2 separate regions of the Mus musculus genome follow, and region 1 is linked to region 2. A link is a contact called in public Hi-C data. All regions are on one chromosome and are shown on one strand. Each heading gives the region's core, a stretch centred on a gene start, on an enhancer-like site or on the middle of the called end of the contact. The rest is flanking DNA. Distances are from core to core; before and after follow the strand shown. Region 1 has its middle 27 kb from the start of Gm15322. Region 2 has its middle 28 kb from the start of Gm15326.

Region 1 (6,682 bases), core at 2,951-5,450, 72 kb after region 2:
CTACCTGCTAAGCTAGAAACCCCCTGGAGTGCAACACCCCTTGAAGAAGTGTATGAAGAATGGCTGAAACTTTGAAATAATGAAAAGTTTTATTTATTTATTCATCTGTCTATTTATTTATTTTTTAAATTATCCTCACTTCGGGTACAGGGAGGGGTAGCTCTTGGGTCTCCAGCCCAGAGCCTTGCCAGTGCTAGGCAAGTGCTCTACCACTGTAACATGTCTGCTCACCTAAAGACTTGTGGGCTGCTTAAAAAAAATAATTATTTTTTTTCTTACATGTATAGGATATGGAAGTGGAAATGTCAAATAAATCAGGTAAGAGTCACCAATAAAGCCAGCAGTAGTTTTAGACCCAGTCCTTTAAAAATGTGTGCTTGGACTTGTGAACCACATGAAGGACCAAGGAAGGAGGCTTCTGTTAAGAAGACTTGATGTGAGAGATGGCTCAGTGCTTAAGAGCACTGACTGCTCTTCCAGAGGTCCTGAGTTCAAATCCCAGCAACCACATGGTGGCTCACAACCATCTGTAATGGGATCTGATGCCCTCTTCTGGTGTGTCTGAAGACAGTGATAGTGCACTCACATACATTAAAAAAAAATCTTAAAAAAAAGAAGTCTTGATGTAGCAGGAGAGATGATTTAGTGATAAATAAATGATGATGAAGTGGTGGGTGGGGGATCACGAAGCACAAAGTCCACCTGTTACTGCAAATGACTGCTAGTAAGAGCGTACTTAGTTGGAGAGGTTGAGGGTGGAGTTTGATTCCACCTTAATATCATGAATAACTGACTATTAATCTAAGCCGTGCTGTGGAACACCACATATGTGATCCCTGCCTCTAGTGAGTTTACTGCCTAGCAAGGGAGAAAGCCACCAAGCTCACGGCTATATAAACAGTTCCCTAACAGGAACAATGACTACTGGGAAGGAAAAGTATGACAGGTATGAGACTGTGTAAGGGGGAGATGCTGAAAGGGTCTGCGGCAGAGGGGCAGGAGGTGGTGCAAATGCCACATTCCTCATCTGAAGAGCCTGGCACCAAAAGGGCCTCAGATTTTGGATATGCCTCCAGAAATTTCTAGAGTGTTTACGTATGCATAATGATATCTTGGTCAAAGGGGTCCAAACCTAAGCAAAAAAAAAAAAAAAAAAAAAAAAAAAATTCAGTGTGTGTGTGTGTGTGTGTGTGTGTGTGTGTGTGAATGTGTAATACAGTAGTAGAAGGTAATTTTACATAGTATTTTTAGTGTGTCTGAGCTTTGAGTGCAACCAGTCACCTGAAGTCAAATGTAGAATTACCCATGTGCAGCTCATTGTTAGTACTCTAAAGGCGTCCGATTTGAAGCATTTTGGATTTCGGGTTTCTAATTGGGGATGCTCACCTCTGCTGAGAGACGGCGCATAGAAAAAAAGCAAACATGGAGGCATACAGCAAAGCAGTTTAGGAAGAGAAGACAAGAAAGATGGGTCACAATGTGTCCTGAGAGCGTCTCCTTGGTTGTCAGAAATCTGAACTTGACTTGTTAGGAAAGAAGGAAAGACACAAAGGTCAAGGTAGTCCAAGGGAAGCCTTGTGACTCAGGCCAGAGCAAAGCCACATGAAAAAGAATCACAGGGCTTTTGTTTTTGTCCAGAAAGCCATATCAATCACTGTCACTCTCCGGATGCGATATGGAGAGCCAGGGAGCAGCCAGGCTCACGGTAACCATCCATGTACGTTCTATGTGTGCTTTATGACTCAATGTCTGGTCTGTTTGCTGGTCTCATGTCTCACAAGGCAAGAGGTAACAGTTTAGGACGAGGACAGGGCCAGGCAGCACAGGGAGGGAGGATTCATATCCTGGAGAGCTTGTTGGTTATACCTGGGTGCTCTGCAGTGCAGCCCAGTGAGTGAAGAGCAAAGGAATAAAATACTCAGTGTGGACAGGGTAGCCGACCACCCATCCCAGAAGTCCTAGGGTTATCTCTTTCCTCTTCTCCTCACTGGCATGATCCAGCCAGGTTGAACTTGGTTGGGTTTTGGCACAGCTTCCTCAGCAGTTTAGAAGCGAGGCTTTCTATAACATGAAGGAGGCTTGCCCCAGCAGAGCCAAAGTCACCAGGCCTCCCTGGAGCTCCCTTTTGAACGTCTTTAGTAAGCACACACGTGGCACACAGACCCTTTTAGCCTCTTAGCACAATTCTTACAAATCAAACCCACTGGTGGGCAGAGCAGGAAGATGTCTGGCTGCCATCCAGACAGTAAACAATAGAGGCAATTATTAGACAGTCATTAATCTTGTCAATTACACATTAACCCAGGCAGTGTGTGTTAAGGGGAGTACAATCTTCATATACATATACATACATATATATATATATATATATATATATATATATGTTTGTTTTTATTAACCATGAAAGAGAACATTTTAAAAGGTCTATATATCTATACTCTCCCCAGCTTCTCCATTTGAGGAGACAGTCATACCACTCTGAAAATTCCTTTAGCAAGTATGTTGGTTGCATCTCTCAATGTTTTTGTTTTTTTTGGTTTTTTTTTTTGTTTTTTTTTTTTCTCTGTTGGCTGATAATTCAGTTCTGCTGAGTATTCAGGAAGCTGATTGTGTTGCTTTCGGTAAATCCACTACAGTTCCTTTTTCAATCTGAATACTTTGGTCAAGTGGTCTATATTAATATAAATACTAGCTTCACTAGATGACACAGTAATTGGTAGCACAGAGCAGGGGTTGGAGGCTTTTTCTTTGCGTCTGTCTATAAAGACCTACTTTCTGTTCATCTTTGTCTGAGTAGGTGTTACCAAAAGACATCCTTGCCCATTTGAGAACCCATAGCACCTGGCTTTGAGGTCTAAGGAAATGAAAAACAAACAAACAACATGGCGTGCCATCTAGAAACAGCTGCATTTCACCTTACTGGGGGTGGTGGTGAGGAGGCAGTTTTTCTTCAGAGCCTTTCTCTAAACACCCACACCCGCCTTCAGTACTCTGACCTTCCCAATCCTTTTTAAAAGCAGCTCTAAGAAGTGACCCATGTCAAGCCATTTATTTCTTCAGGGGCAGTAATGAGCCCAGAGAATGTTTGTGCTTGGCCACATTTCCGTTGTAAACCTTATCTTTAGTGATGGAATGAGAAGAATTTCAGGTATTAGATAATAACCCAAAGTTGAAGTTTTTAAGTTCTGTTCACATGGCACCCAGACAAATAACCTTTTTATTGGCAGGAAGGGCAATTCTCAGTGGGCACTCGTCACGATTTGAGTAGTTGCTCTCTGCTCTCTCTCTCCTTTAAGTTGAACTGGCTGTGGGGGACAGGAAATGAGGGTAGGTGGTGACAGGGCAAGTGGAAGAGAAGAACTCCTAAAACGTTACTTTCTAAGACATTTGAGACCTATTTAAGTAGAGTCCTAATGCCTGCCAGGTCAGAAGACCCAGGGATGTGGAAGGACAGAAATATCTGTTGAAAGTGAACATCAACTTCTTCCTTGAGATGCCTAGAGAGGAGAGTCCCCCAGTTTCTAGGGGATGGAGGCATCTTGATTAACTGTCAGATTTGGTTCATGAATGCAGCGATTATAAGGTTTTCATTAGACTCACCTTGATCCTATCTCTAGGTCTAATAAATATTAACTGCATTTATTTTGGAAGTCGGGCTTGGTAGCATGAGAGGGCTGACTCATCACTGAGGTTCCCTGAAGCTCTAAACTCCAGTGCTTTCTGAGATCTGCAACACTAGATTAAGTGGTGTAATTTAATATGTTATTATTCCAACCAAAAGGCTCAGGCTTAGGATGCTGGTGAAAGTAAGAGGCCAGAACACAAGGGAGAGCGGCCACTCTCCATGGCTCGTTTCCTCCCTAAATCAGAGCAATTACAGAGCCAGGGGAAGAAATAGAAGTTACCGGTGGCAAATCGATAGTAACAGTATTGCCAGCACTCGGATCAGGGATATGTGGTCAGAAGGGTGGGAAAGAGCAGAGAGATTCTGGAACTTCAGGCGTGTCAGCGTCTTCTAATGGTAGTAAGTTGATCTTAATGGTAGAGAAGGCACGGGTTGTCCTTTGAATAGATGATTAAAAATATAAGCCACGGGAGAGTTCCTCAAAAAGAAAAAAAAAAAAGAAACTGCAACTCAGCAGCTCTGGGATGATCGAGTGTATATTTTACAGGCAGCTGGTTTCAGAACCTCAGGGAAAAGCTGTTCCCTAAGCACCGTTCTCATAAATCAGTGAAGGACAGTAGAGAGAAATTTAGAAAGGACGATTCTAGAGTTCATCGGGCTCTTTCCGGCAGAACGTTTCTATCTTCAATAACATTGTGGATACTTTCTTCAGGAACCCATTTGGAGGAAGAGTAGCCTTCATCCTAATAGGCTAGTTATCTATAATTCATTGATAATTGACAAAATGCCTTGCATCCCTAACACTTTGCCAGGAGATGCAGACAGCAGGAGGACAAGAGACTCTCACAATCTTAGAAGAATTTGGAGCTTAGCAGAAAATGCACTAATGCATTTGCGGTGGGTAACAGGTGTGGAAATCTTTTAACCTTCTAGCTAAAGCTTGTACCACCAGTCGTTTCAGGAATGCGAGTCACTAGAGACTGAGTGGATTAGTTGGACTACAATGGCTCCAGGTTTGTGTGTCTTTGGGCTTCTTGATAACTGCTATAGTTTGGATCTTAAATGTCCTCCAAAGGTCCATGTTAAAGGCGTGGTTTCCAGGTTGGCATTGCTGGGAGGTAGTATGAGTTTTAAGAGCAGAAGCTTGGTGGGAATGGAGGGAATGGCGAGGCCTCAGCTGGTGTCTGACCCCCTTTCTCTTCCTAGGTATGAAGCTGGCGATTTTTACCCTGCTATGTGCCCTTATCACGATGGGCTCTTTCACCACCGACCCCCAATGATGGCGCCAACTGGACAGGGACTTTTATCTTTATACATTGAGTACCTTGGCCACTTAAATATCTTGTGATATTGATTGATTGATTGATTGATTGATTGATTGTGTGTAGGCAGATGAGTGCCACAGTGCATGTGTGGACGTTGGAGGAAAACCTGAGGGAAGCTGTTTTCTCCTACCATGTGGGTCCTAGGGATCAAATATGGTATTAGGCTTACTAGCAAGTACCTGTCCCCAGTGAGTCATCTCACCAGCCCATCGTGGGTACTTTTGATACTGACGTGAAGTGGCATCACTCTATGCTTGAACATCCCTGTCATTTCTAGTTAGGAAGCTGATGGCTACTTTTTCTTCACTAATAAATATCAATATTAAAGTGGTAAAATGATTCTAGGATAAGAGTTTGAGAATTTCTTCAACTTATTTTTTTAAAGATCTATCTATCTATCTATCTATCTATCTATCTATCTATCTATCTATCTATCATCTATCTATCATCTATCTATCATCTATTTATTTATTTATTGTGTATGTGTATGTGTGTGTTGATGTATATACTGAGTGAGCATGTTTGTGGATCTTCTAGACCTGAAGGTACAGGCAATTGTAAGCTATCTGAGATGGGTGCCGGGAAGTGAACTCTGGCACATCAGCTTTTAACTGTTAAGGTCTCTTTGTAGACCTGTCCTCCAGTATCTAAAATGGACCAGGAAAGGTGAAACACACCTTTTGTGGTGGATCAGTGATGAAAATCTTTCATTTGCTCTGTCTTAAAATCTGCTTTGTGAAAGAGCTTACACCGATTTCCTGGTTTATTTCACTTCACAATCCTCTCTGGATGATGACTGATGCGCTGTAGTGGATCCTCAGGAAGACTCTACCAACAGTGGGAAGATGGAGTTTTAGTGTTTTCTTGCTTTTTTGTTTGTTTGTTTGTTTGTTTTTGCCAAAGCTGATTTAGGAGCTGGATCATGGATAGGTACTTATAGACCCTCTCATTCTACCCGACTTGTGGGCAGGACCTGTTCCAACAGCACAGTGTAAACTCACTGGATTGGAAATGCGTTCATCTTGCTTTGTGCTTATCAGCCTTGGGATGTTCAAATGCATTGGAGATTACCCCTTCCACTCCATGCTAGCCTTGAAAAGTGTCAACAGACCAGCAATTTGTTATTTTTAAAGTAATGACTTCATTGCATTTATTCTTAGAACTCTGAGTTGATTGTACATAATTTTTTTTTGTTAGCCACAGAAACACCACATGATCATATTAGTGAATGTGGGACAACTTAATAAAACTCTCTATTCTTAATGTAAACTCTTCCGGAAAGACTAGAGGGAAATGCTTAGTTTGATAAGCAACATGTCCAAAGATTTATAACAAATGTCATGCTTTGCAGTAAGATGCTAGGTGCCCTGAGTGAGGTTCCTCAGAACCAGATATTGAGAAAGACAGTCTTAAGGGAGTCTTCTCTGGTAAAACTCATCTAAAAGGAAAGTGAGCAGTGTCAGGCACACAAGAGATGAAGGCATGGGTGCAGAAGAGCCCACAGGGCGTTCTAAAATGAAGTGGTCCATGGTTATTCCATCTCATAGCAAAAGGGAAAGCTCTGTTGGTACCCAGCCTAAAATAGTTATCTCACTTCACAACAAGCCTTTTAGGTGCCTTCTATTAGTTGTTGGCTGCAAGTCACCTATCTATGTTTGTGCTGACATACCAGAATACTATTAACAGACTGAATCTATAATGAAAAAAAAAAAAAACATTATCTGACTCCTGG
Region 2 (7,089 bases), core at 3,184-5,683:
GGGAGAAGAAAGGCATGAAACCAAGAGTTGAGAAATCTTAAAAAAAAAGAGGAGGGGGCGGAGAATCTAAGAAGTTCATATGACAGCAACTGAAAGTAGGCTAGGTCCCATTCAGATAAGCCACAACTTGATTGTTGAATGTAGGCCTTCTCAAGATCATGGCGCTTACAGTGAAGTCCGGAGAGGGAGGAGTGGCTGCCTGGTTGAAAACAATTATGCATCATTTCTTTTGAGCCTCTTTTGTTTTGGCAGAAGCGGAAACTTTCACACAACAGTGGTGTGCACGTGATGCCCATGTACTGCAGTGTAGCAGGAGAGGCTCCTCACAGCCACACCTTCTGTGGGAGCCATCTCTGGAATGGAACCTGTGTTCCAGCCAGGGAAGAGAAGGCTGTCCGGGGCGGCCGGGAAGGGGGGGTGGGGGAGGTTTGATGCTTTGGGGAGCTTCCATGATCCATGTCTTGTTGCTGGCTCTGTCCCTGATGAGGTTTCTACTGTTTCACATTGTCCTTTTCCTATCATTGTCTTGACTTCTGTGTCCTCCTTGGCAAAATCTCAAAGCTTTGCCCACAGTAAGAACTCAGGGACTCTTCCTCTAACTTAAGTTGCCTTGGTTCTCATTTACACAGCGGCAGAAACGATAATAGCAAGAAGAGAGGAAAGGCGTGTGGGTCTTTTCCCCCTGGTGACCAGGCAGCACTTCTTGGCAGAACTCCTGGACTCTACGGTCATCATCTCTTCTTCTCTGGGGCCTTCACGCTTCAGAGGAGTCCTCGGAACCGAAAGCTCTTTTGAGATATAGATAAACCACCTTCCTCCTCTCCCTCCCTCCCCCTCTTTTCTTCTTCTTCTTCTTCTTCTTCTTCTTCTTCTTCTTCTTCTTCTTCTTCTTCTTCTTCTTCTTCTTCTTCTTCTTCTTCTTCTTCTTCTTCTTCTCCTCCTCCTCCTCCTCCTCCTCCTCCTCCTCCTCCTCCTTCTCCTCCTCCTCCCTCTCCTCCTCCCCTCCTCCCCTCCTCCTCCCTCTCCTCCCTCTCCTCCTCCCCCTCCTCCTCTTCCTCCCCCTCCCCCTCCCCTCAGCTTCTTAGCAACACAAATGCTTAGAAAGCCTCAAACAAGGTTGACACTGTGAAAGGCCAGAGGAAGCATCTGGGTTTCCTTGAGCCTTCCTTCCCTCTCTGCTGGGCAGCTGTGAAGGGCGGGGAAGCCAGCCACTGATTGATCACACCAACCTGCGTTGGATTCACTTAGTCTCCGCACCACGTTAGGTTCTCTTGTGGTTGGTTCTGCTCGCTAGAGCTTGTGCTCTACCTGTTTCGTGTTTAGATTGTTCTAAATGACCAGGCACTCTGATGGTAACAAAGGGCGCCTGTGGGAATAGAAGGTTTCTGATGCGTTTGAGGGCACAGCGCAGATTCACCCAGAAGTATACAAACCGAGCAATCTCCTGTTCACAGAAGGCCGATTGCTGATATAAGTGGTTGTTTAGAAAAGCAGAGGCGTCTCAGGTTTCGTAGTAATTCAGATCACTCATAAATCTTCCCCATTATCTTCGCTTTAGCCTTTTTTTTTCTTTTAAATCTAATTGGCTGCACTTAAAGTGTCTGAACTTGAGAAAAAATGGAGAAGTGCATTAAATGGGTTGCATTAAATACAAATGGCTCGATGCTGCATTAAAAAGCCATATATTCTTCTACCTAGTGGGCTAGGCTTAGACTGTCACCATTGAAGGCAATTATGTATTCCTTTTATACACGTGGTTTCAAAAAAAATTAAGATTTCCATGAGGGGAAACAGATCAGAAGACTGTGTTAGGGTGATCCTAATTTTCCAAAATAATTATGTATGTATATAATCGATATATATATATAAACAGATCGATAGATATATAAACAAAAGATTGAGGATTTTAATAAAACAGAGCAGATTAACAGTGCTCATTCAGTTTTAAATTGTGCATGAATTTAATTTTCTTTGTATTTATTTTTTGGGGGGCTGACTGTTTATATATTTTATGAAGTTTTTGTTTAATATAAGAAAAATACCATAGAGGAAAGCCAATTAAATTATAATCTAACTTTACAATCAAATGCCAACCTGAAGAAAATAATTATTTTCCCCCTGCCTGCAAACACTTGGGTTCCCGAATGTTTAGGAAGGAGGCTCAGGGAGAGCTGTAGCAGGTCAGCTACAGACTCTCCAAAGCATAGACATTTTTCTTTCTAAAAATGCATTCCTGATGAGCTCTTCTGTGAGGGAGACGATTTCTCTCACTCACTCCTTAGTTGCCTGGTTATCGCATACTAAACAGTCAGCAAGGAAGACCTGTATGTTGTACTAACCCGGCAGGCTGCAGTTAAATACTTAGGAATATGGCTATGCAAAGCACATATGCATATGTAACAATAGTTAAAGAAACAGAGGTTATGTGTTTGAAAGAGAGCAAAGGAAGGGGTTGGAAGGAGGAAAGGGAAGAGGAAAATACAATAATCTCAAAACCACCGAGAGAATGATAGTAACCAGTCTCGGTAGAGCTAGCCACATGTTTTTAAACTCTTTCGAAGAAGCGGTTCACTCCTGGAGAAGCCACCTGTTTGCTTGAAGCGAGTCTTCTAGGGTTGCTGACTGGACAGAGTGCCTCTGGACCACATTTGTGTAGCACCCTCATCTGTTTCATGAGGTGCTCCTGCCTACAGTGCTCCTGTCAGTCAGCACCCCAACTTCCTCTGATGGACCAAAGAGCCACTCTGGAAGGCCCGCCCAACTGGCACAATCTATAACTATCCCATGACGAGGCTCTGGTCTCCTTCCAACCAACCTTTGTGCTCCTGTGCTTGGAACCCAAGGGACCCAGCGGTGCATGGTAGGTGAGCACCTAGCTGATCGCTGAGCTCCGCCTCCGCCTCCGCCTCCGCCTCCGCCTCCGCCTCCGCCTCCGCCTCCTCCTCCGCCTCCAGCCAAAGCAGGCATCCAGACTTGACTGTCATTCCACATCAACCTGTGGTCCGGGCTCCTCTTTTGTATTCAGAGCTTCAACTTTTGCCTTGAGAGACCAGGGACAGTGGGCACATGATGACACTGCACAAAAGTTACCCCCAAAGGCTGGTCCCCAAAAAGAAATGTGCAGTTTGTCTCCAGTCCGGGCATGTCTGCCACACCCAGTGAGGTCTGCCTGTTACATAAAGGAGGTTGGGCTGGCAACCAACAGAGTGAGATTGAGACCAGGACACCTTCAGGGTGAGAGGTTGGTGTTATGCTCTTTGGCTGTCTTCTGAGCCAAGACTCAAAAGAAAAATAAATAAATAAATAAATAAAACCAAACCAAAAAACAAAACAACAACAACAACAACAACAAAAAAAAAAAACCAAAAACCCCAAACCAAACCAAACCAAACCAAACCAACCAACCAAAAAAAAAAAAAAAAAAAACAGCTTGCAAAGCAACTGGAAAAGTGGTAAATAGACTCTCTGTAATGAGACTCTTCATCACAGAGCCTGTGCACCAGGCACAGAAATAACATCTTCGTTCCAAATAGGACTTCCATAGAGATGGCACATGCAACTGCTCCACCCTCACAGTGGACCCTCAGCAAGTGTTTGGTCTTCCTGCTTTCTTGAAGCACTAGGCTGCAAGCCCATACCTTCTCTTAGGGTTGTAGAATGGTTTTCCTATGGTAGAAGTGCGGTTGCTTGTGGAATAGAAATCTGCCTTTGAGAACATTCTCCTGGTGCGGTGAGGGGTGAAGAGTGTGGTGGAATGCTATGATCCTGAATCCCACTGTCTCTGGTTTTATGATCAGCTACATAAATGGTGGTGCATACAGCTACCTGCAAGAAACTTATCTTGATTAAGAGAGATGAACTTGTCTGGGGTTATTTCTGTCTATGGTCAGGGTAGGTCCTTTATTCTTTCCTTCCTTTTCCTCCTTCCCCTCTTCTCCTCCCCGTCATTTTCTCCCCTTCCTTCTCCTCTCTTCCCTCCCTCCCTCCCCTCCCCTCCTCTCCTCTTCCCTTTTTCTTTCTCTGTCTTTCTTCTGGAGACTTTGCAATGATCCACTATAGATAGGATCCAAGCAGTGCAAAGATGAGAGCCTGCCTATCTCCCTCCATTCCATCTGGGCTGGGTAGCAGGGATTAGCATGATGAAGTAGGCACATTCCTTCACGTGTGGCTGTTATCTGGCAGTTGAAAGGCAAAATTCAAAGGACTGCACATTCATGAAAAAGCCGCTTCTCTCAGCCTCTCCTCCAAGGAAGGAAGACTGTTTGGGGAGGCTCCTCAACCCACTGGAGGTGGAGACTTGAGCAGACGCTCCCAGTTTTTAGAGAGCTGCCAGTATATCAGGTTTGTTATTAAAGCTGCCCCTCCCCTTTGTCATTTCCTGTCACACTGATTCCTTAAACTAGAATCTGAGGTTCCTTCCCCCATTCCTCTCCCTTCCTGTTCCTTCTGTAGACTTCTGCATTGTCTTCTGTGCTCTCACAGTCTGGGGGTACAGTTCTTACTTCCTTATAGAAAGATGGAGGTTTGTGGCTTGACAAACATAAGATAATGTGGTAGTTACTTTTTCATGTTGCTGTGACAAATACTTGTCAAAAACGGCTTCAGGGAGGGAGGAAGAGTTTATTATGGCTCAGTTTGAGATCACAGTTCATAGGACAGGGGTGTGAAGCAGCTGGTCACACACACACGTACTCATGCACGCACACACACTGGCGTTTCGATGCATACTCCCTTTTATTCAGTCTGGGATTTGAACCCCTGGAATGTCCAGGTCAGGTTGGTCTCCCCACCTCAGTTATACCTCTCCCAGACATACTGGCTCCTTATCTCTTACTTGATTCCAGATCCCATCAACTCGACAGCCAGGATTGGCCGCTACAGGTGGGGTGCAGAGAGGTAATGAGTGAGGGGATATTGCTTTCCAGTACAAGATGTGCATCAGCACCATCACTGTACAGGCATGGGAGGAGGCCGAGGAGATGGAGTGTAGGATTGCATTGGCAATCGACCTCTAAATCAAGGTACAGGTTAGTGGGTTTAGAAATCAAGGTGTGGACTTCACAGCAGTTTAGCAGCCCAGTAGAGCTTCAGCTCTCTTAATTGCTTCAATAGTCCCAATATGTTCAATACTTCGCACCCCAACCCCCCCACACCACACATACAACACACACACACATACATACAACACCCACACACACATAACACACACATACATACAACACCCCCCCATACCACACATACAACACACACACACATAACACACACACACGCACACATAACACATACATATATACAACACACACACACACACACACACACATAACACACATACACGCACACATAACACACACATATATACAACACACACACACACACACACACACACACACACACACACACACACCCCTGTGGTTAGGACCATGGCTTAGTGCTGTGGCCCAGTGGAGGAGTGTTCACAAAGACCTGGATTTGAATCCCAGCACTACAAAACAAAAACAAAAAAAAACTCAACCAACCATATAAAGACCAACCAATCAACCCCTCCAAAAAAACTAAAAAGTATATCTGTATCCATCTTATAACTGTTAAGAACATAGCCACAATTGTGCACATCATAGAATTATGGTTAAAAGTTGTGAGTGACTAAGACCCAGAGGTCTTATGCAAGATGTTTTTTTAACAGTCTTCAGTAACAGTTGGCTGATGGCTTTCTTGGAATTTTCTAGAGTCATAAAGATTCTGGGAGGTTCTTGTTGCACTAGCAGTCATAATTTCGGGTTGAGATATCAAGTTATTTATTTGTTATTTTTAAGCACCAAGCTTGGGGCAATGCTGGGTTAATATTTGTTTTTTCCTTTATGCTTAGTGGTATGAGGTAGCTACAGGCCTTTGTGCTAATTATAGAAGTGTGGGATGCAGGTGATACCAGGGAAGATGTAAGGAAAGGAGGTGGAGACATGAATGTGTTGTGTTTACATAAAAGGAACTGTACAGGCAAGTCTCTAGTCTATCAACAATAGATCTCACAGGGAGGAAACATGGGGAGAATTGGGAAGACTTCCATATCTTCACTTTCATGGACATACTTTATATTATATACATAATGATGTTATGTCACACATTTTCAAATGATCCTGTGAGGGTGTTGTTATAGTTGTTGATGGTAGTAGTGTGTGTGTGTGTTGGTGTCTTAATGAAAGCAAATGTAGGCAAAAATTACTATATTGTTCTTATTTATTTTACATAGCCCTTTGGGCCATCTGAGAAGCTCCAGTCTCTCTCCGAGACCACCTGCCTTACTTCTTTGTAGCTTTTTGGGTTGTTTATATGGTTATATCCATGAATACACATCTGCTATCTCCTGGGAGCCAGAGCCAGGGAGCTACGGGCTTCAGTGGCATGGCTTAGACAGCTGGTTTGGCTTTTTTGAAACCTCCTCCTTGCAGGTAGAGAAATATCTGGAGAAAGGATTCAGACTTGCATTGATCCCATTTAAAAACCTAAGTATCCATAGCTCAACAAGAGCAACAAGAAACAAGGATGCGCCAAAGAAAGAAACAGCGCTCTACACCTTCCTCTCTAGGCTGAATTCTTTCCACGTGCAGAAACCAGCAAGGACCACTCCTTTAGGCCACATCTTCTCACAGACAGCCTCTGCTGGTTTCAGAGTGGAAACTGACAAGGGCAAAATGGCGCTGGAGAGGCAAGTGGGGAGAACAGGTTTCCTTTGGGCCCACTTCAGACGGCTTAGTGACTTTTAAAAATCTTTCTCCCAGAGAGCTCCAATCTTATGGGGAACTGAAGAGTCCAATGTTTTGTAGAAAAGCCGTTCATCAAGCTATTTCTGAGGTACAAGCTACGTAAGATCGGCCAACTGTCTGGTTTTGCTTAGTTCACAGACTCTTATGTAGTGTGTGGCTTAAAAGGGACAAGAAGATGAAGTGCCAGTGATCTGTCTTCCCAAGGGTCCCCTTCCTTTAAGCTTGACAGGGATCAACTATCTCTGCTCTCTATTCTCGAGAAGAGGAAAGGAACTGCCAAATTTGTTCAATATTTTCTCACTGAATCCCAGCTCTGCCTTGTTCAACC

What was found. Hi-C and Micro-C count contacts between places; a contact is called where the count stands out from the background.
Region 1: a Hi-C map of bone marrow-derived macrophages shows a contact between it and region 2, with 1.5 times the contacts expected there. The contact joins two enhancer-like sites. A contact is called at or near these places in 6 of 484 Hi-C or Micro-C datasets (bone marrow-derived macrophages, epidermal suprabasal cells, nephron progenitors and 2 more), 2 of 115 datasets of contacts at active chromatin or transcription factors (embryonic stem cells and neural progenitor cells) and 1 of 9 other capture datasets (liver).

The regions. Positions count from the first base shown.
Region 1 is chr13:111,964,646-111,971,327 of GRCm38.p6, forward strand. No RefSeq gene overlaps it. Among named protein-coding and RNA genes, the nearest start is that of Gm15322, 27 kb to the right of the region's middle. Within about 2 kb of position 4,201, at least 22 of the 459 cell types and tissues checked have an H3K27ac peak or open chromatin away from gene starts, as enhancers often do. A contact at or near this core is called in bone marrow-derived macrophages, where this site is marked.
Region 2 is chr13:111,892,103-111,899,191 of GRCm38.p6, forward strand. No RefSeq gene overlaps it. Among named protein-coding and RNA genes, the nearest start is that of Gm15326, 28 kb to the left of the region's middle. Within about 2 kb of position 4,434, at least 63 of the 459 cell types and tissues checked have an H3K27ac peak or open chromatin away from gene starts, as enhancers often do. A contact at or near this core is called in bone marrow-derived macrophages, where this site is marked.